Regions from separate parts of the Mus musculus genome. Here region 2 is linked to region 1. A link is a contact called in public Micro-C data. All regions are on one chromosome and are shown on one strand. Each heading gives the region's core, a stretch centred on a gene start, on an enhancer-like site or on the middle of the called end of the contact. The rest is flanking DNA. Distances are from core to core; before and after follow the strand shown. Region 1 holds the start of Mks1 (MKS transition zone complex subunit 1). Region 2 holds the start of 0610039H22Rik (RIKEN cDNA 0610039H22 gene).

Region 1 (2,700 bases), core at 20-2,519:
TGTCCCAGGCCAGGCAACAATTGCTTATTCGGATGAATAAGTAGCAACCGTCAAATACTAATTGTCAATATTGATATTGCCAAACTGCCGGAATTAAACTTATACCATCTTTCCTTGGATGTGCCAGTGAACCATGACTTCTGAATGTCACTCTGGTGGTTTTTCAGGGGCTGGCTCGGAGTCTTAACTGGTTAATAATCCAGAACCAACATGCCCCAGGGAAAACACCCTTTCCTTCCTTTCTGCTGGCTTCCTTGTTTTTTATTTCTCTGGCTCAGTGCATACCAACAAAACTACTAATATACCTGCCCCACAGGTTTTTTTTCTTCCAGGAATGTTTTCTTTCTTTTTTTCTTTTTCTTTCTTTCTCTTCTTCTTCTTCTTCTTCTTCTTCTTCTTCTTCTTCTTCTTCTTCTTCTTCTTCTTCTTCTTCTTCTTCTTCTTCTTCTTCTCCTCCTCCTCCTCCTCCTCCTCCTCCTCCTCCTCCTCCTCCTCCTCCTCCTCCTCCTCCTCCTCCTCCTTCTTCTTTCTCTTTTCTTTTCCTGTCTTTTCTTTTCTTTTTCCTGAGACAGGGTTTCTCTGTATAGCCCTGGCTGTCCTGGAACTCACTCTGTAGACCAGGCTGGCCTCGAACTCAGCAATCTGCCTGCCTCTGCCTCTCAAGTGCTGGGATTAAAGGCGTGCGCTACCACTGCCCGGCTGTTTTTTAATTTTTGTTTGCATGTCCTTTTAGTCATATCCACCAACTGTTTAGGCCTGAGTTTTCTCTCCTTAAATTTTTTTAAATTTATTTTATGCATAATGGTGAACATGTTTGTGCAACACATGTGTACTGTAAGGCGGCAAGGTGTCTGACCCTTTGGAACTGGAGTAGAGACAGGTGTGAGTGGCCATCTGGGCCTGCTAGTTCCTCTGAAAGTCCAGTCACTAACCTCTTAACCACTAAGCCATTTCTCCACGCCCCCTAGGCCGAAGTTTTCAAATGTTCAGTGGAAGGCAGTGTTTGATCAGAAAGTAAGGACTCAGGTCACCTGGTTCTGGCCACCATCACCATTTTTGCACCTAAACAAAGTAGCTGATGGCGGTTTTCTCTTTTGTGCAGTGCACCAACTTTCACCTTGGGTGGAGGTGAGCTTTACTCACACAGGACAGCTGAGGGTCCCGCTGCCAGGCTAGGGACTGGCTCCCGCAGACGTGGAGAGCTGCGCGCGCAGCGCCTCCCTTGCCTAAGAAGCCAGCGTCTCCGTTGCCAGGGGAACGAGGCACCACGCTTTCCGGCGCGGTCGCAGCGCGAAGCAGCTGTCATGGCGGAAGCGGTCTGGAGCACTGACACCGGCGAGGCCGTGTATCGCTCCCGGGACCCCGTGCGCAACCTGCGCCTCCGGTAGTCACTCGACCCCAGTTTCAGGGCCCCCTAACTTTATGCTCCGAGGCCCCCTAACTTTATTCCACCCTAAGCTTTTAGATGCTCAGAGGCCCCTACTTCCGCTTACAATCCCAACTACTTCCTCTGCCATCTCTGCGCGCGTCTTGTTATCAGGATCTTTTTCCACTGAAAGCTTCCAAGTACACCTTTCAGATTCACCCTGCCCAAGTCCCTTCAAGTTCTCGCCACTTTCAAACCCCTCGGGTCCCTGTGCTGATTTATCCAGCAGACGCCCCTACCCACCTCTTCTTTGCAGCAGCCTTGACTTCTCTGCCTCTGTGATTTCTTTCCCCGATTCATGCTCTGTATATCTCCTTGCTGTGTGTCTCTGACACGCGTATTTGGGGCTTCTCTTCTCTTGACAGAGTTCATCTGCAAAGAATCACATCAAGCAACTTCCTTCATTACCAGCCTGCTGCCCAGATGGGGAAGGACCTCATAGACTTGGCCACTTTTAGGCCTCCGCAAGCTGCTAGTGGGTGTTTGTGATGACGCTACATTCATTTGAGACTAAGGCAGGGGTGCGGGGCAGTAGAGGTACAGAGGAGGAACGGAAGGCTCAGAGAGGTTGAGTTTATTGCCCAGTGTCACCTAGCCGAGGAATATAGAAGCATTTGAATGAACCTGGGCAATCATCTTTTTAATTTTTTATTATTTATTTATTTTTTTACATTGTAATTTACTTTTGTGTGTGTGTGCACGCCCATGCCACAGTGCGAGAGTGAAGTTCAGGGGATAACTTTTGCGAACCAGTTCAGTTATCTCTTCACCAGATGAATCCTGGGGCTTGAGCCATCTTACCCGAGTTGTGACTTGGGGGATGGGGAAAGGACTTCTAAGAGAAATATGTTCCAAACTCCAAATGTATGTATAAATACACTTAAAAAACAATTTTAAAACAGGAGTTTGCACGAAAATATGATTTTTTCCTCTTGCCTTGAAAGCCAAAAGAAAGGACAGGACCGTCGTGTTTGGCCAATAATTTTTCATGCTTTTGTCATTGTTCTTTCTACTCAGAAATATTCTTAGGCAAAAAGGGTAGCCTGGCAGATCACAAATCATGCATCTTGTGTTTCTGGATGATTCGGTGGTGGTTTCAGAAAAACATCAGGGTCCTTATCTAGCAAATTCAGCCAGGATTGAGGAAGGGCTGGCCCTTCAGCCTCTAGCTAAACTCTAGTGCCTTATACGGGACTAGAGAATGTTTCTTGGAAGGCAGAGCTACCTTTTATTCAAATTAGAGTAATGATTAGGACACCTCAGGCCCTAATCTT
Region 2 (2,700 bases), core at 99-2,598, 770 kb after region 1:
AGCAGGTGGTCAGGGGAGACTTCTGAGAACCCACGCCTAGACCTTGATCTCAGAAAGAGGAAAAAAAAATACACTAAAGAGCAACCAACACACTAAAGAGCAACCAAGACAGGGGCCGGGGCCAGGGCCAGAGCTGGGGCCAGGATTGGGGGCGGGGGGGGGGGGGTGGTCATCACTGCAAACCGAAAGCATTCATCAGAGCCCTTTCTCCCACTGGAATGCTGGGATACTAAGACCGGTCGTTCTTTCAACAGGAAAGAAAAGCGTAGGCCAACTCTTGCTGGCTCGCTCTGCTCCTTCGGCACAGTTTACTGAAGCGTGTGAGGCTCTGCCTAACATTTAGGATATTTTGATTTAAAATGCAAACAGCAACACTGATAAAGATCGTGGCGCCAAAGCGGGCCCTCGAAGGAAAGGGCACACTAACTCCCCTCCTTCTAACCCTGGATCTCACAGCTACCTAAGCTGACGGCTTGAAATTAACTCATTCAGTTAATAATTCAAAGCCATGGGCTGGACAAGTTTTAACGCCTCAATGTTGGTTTATAATTAACCCAGACCGTGGTGTTCTTAGGTGTTTGATTTTTAATTAGTCTATTGATTAATCAGTCTGGTTAACAATTATTTATTTCTGGGGCCCTTTACTGTCTTCTATTCTTGTTAAGGGAGGGTGAGGGTTACCCTGGCTCCTTTCTCCTCTGAACCCCTCCAGATCACAGTCCCATCATTCTCTAGGGACACTGTAGATACAGTATTGAGACCAGAAAGGAAGCCTGCCCAGCCTGACACAAATGAAGGTACCCCCCCTTTTGTTCATCTGTTATCCTTGGTATCAGATTCTGCTCGCAGGAGCACATGAAATGAAGGAACTCACAGAATGGCACCCTACCCAGGCACAGGCTGGGCCCTCTCATCCCTTCCTTCCCAGTTCAGAGCTAATTGACATCTTGTGTGAGCATTGCATCATGTCCCTTTGCAAAGCCAGAAGCAACTGAGAAGGTGCTACACGCCCCTGCCCCCCCCCCATCTCTCGGGGGACTAACCCAAAACAAATTACTCAGTAATGGGAGGGCCCCTCTCTCTGGCAGAGGCCCACATGTCTGTCTGTTCAGCAGTTTCTTGCCTGCTCTATTTGTAGGGGTTGCAGGGGATCAGAGAGGTCACCACCTCTCTCAGGGTTACAGTGCTCTGTAGCACACAGCTGCTCAGAACCCACACTCCTCCCCGTGACAGAGGAGGAAGCACAGTTAACAACAAGGCTGGTGACTGATGCCCGTTGACGTTCTGGGGTGTCCTCCCTCGACGATCACAAAAAATTAACCCAAGACACCAGCACCAACACCAACAGTCCACCAGGGGATCGAAGCAGGTCCTACCTAGGACAAGTTTTCTCAGCATTCAGCACTATGTCACCAAATGACCAGGAGGCAGCCCAAGATGGAAATCCTTGGTAGAGATTTCCTTTGGAAAATTCCACTGTATATCCATGAAAGACCGATCTTAGAATTCTTATGGAAAAAAAAATTATCTTTACAGATCCCATGCAAGGGTGTCATGGATAACCAGGGGTCCTGGACCACAAAGCAACTCCTCTGGAAGATTCATGTATAGGACAACTCTGGGCTGCAGGAGCCCCTAGGACCTGGGTGAGCTGCTTTAACTTCTTCCTCTCTAAACTCAGCTAAAGACCCGGAACCCTACAGAACCCAGTGTGGATGCCCATCATTGGATGATTGCATCTGCTGCTGGCACCAATCACAGAGCTGCCCAGGCCTACAGGGTACCACACAGTTGGCGGAAGTGCAGGGACCCATGTGCCCAGGCCATGCCACAGACAACCGCAACTGCATCCTTCAATGAAGCTCCAGGTAAAAGCAACTGGGCGTGAGAGGGATGGCAATGTGTGTGCAAGGCTTCTCCCTGGTGCCTTTCAGGTTGGGATTTAGCATCTTCGGGCAGCTACCCACAGGTCCCTTTAACAAGCCTCGGGGGGGGGGGGGGGGACTGGGAGCCACACTGTTCCTAGCCTACAGGAATAGCCTCAGGGCAGCAGCAGGAAGGGCTGTTCCCGTTCAGGAAGCTGTGTCCTTTCTGAAGACCTAGAACCCTGGCCAGGATGGGAGCCTCAGAGTCCACTTGAAATACCCTGGGAAAACACCCCTCCCCAAACTACATCTGTACTCCTCCTCCATCCAACACAGCCTTCGAGTAATCCCCACCACCTGCCGGTTTCTCATTTTCTCTCTTGCAACAACTTAAAATTTAAAAGAAAAAAAAATTTAATCACAATTCAGGAAAACACACCCACGCATCTTGCTCACTAAGCGTGAAAGCCACCACTCCCTCGCTCAACTCAGCCCCTGCTCCACTTCAGAGAGTGGAGGAGAGAGAAATGTCATTTGACACCACAAACGCTGCCTCCTTCTCAACCTGGAGGCCCCACCTGCCGGCATGTTTGCAAGGCTAATTCCAATCTCACTATTTGAATACACTTGCAAGCTGGGAAAACAAGCCAATAGTTCAGAGGATCCAAGGCAAACTCCGTCTGACAGCCCTAGCCCCGACGGCTGCCAAGACTGATTGACTGGCTGGTTATATTTAGAGGTGGAGGAGGAGGGGACATCAAACAGTGTAGGGCCTCCCGAACTCAAGAATGCTGTGTTGAGAACGACAGACTAGCAAATAAACAGCCGACAGCCA

What was found. Hi-C and Micro-C count contacts between places; a contact is called where the count stands out from the background.
Region 2: a contact with region 1 is called in a Micro-C map of embryonic stem cells, with 6 times the contacts expected there. The contact joins the promoter of 0610039H22Rik here to the promoter of Mks1 in region 1. A contact is called at or near these places in 2 of 39 promoter capture datasets (hippocampal neurons and pre-B cells), 1 of 484 Hi-C or Micro-C datasets (embryonic stem cells) and 1 of 115 datasets of contacts at active chromatin or transcription factors (bone marrow-derived macrophages).

What each region holds. Positions count from the first base shown.
Region 1 is chr11:87,851,946-87,854,645 of GRCm38.p6, forward strand. It overlaps Mks1 (MKS transition zone complex subunit 1), which reads left to right and starts at 1,270. Exons shown (of 18, transcript NM_001039684.3): 1 at 1,270-1,384; 2 at 1,792-1,901. The coding sequence starts at 1,305.
Region 2 is chr11:88,617,903-88,620,602 of GRCm38.p6, forward strand. 0610039H22Rik (RIKEN cDNA 0610039H22 gene) reads left to right here and starts at 1,349. Exons shown (of 3, transcript NR_131025.1): 1 at 1,349-1,868. All of the region lies in intron 5 of Msi2 (musashi RNA-binding protein 2), which reads right to left.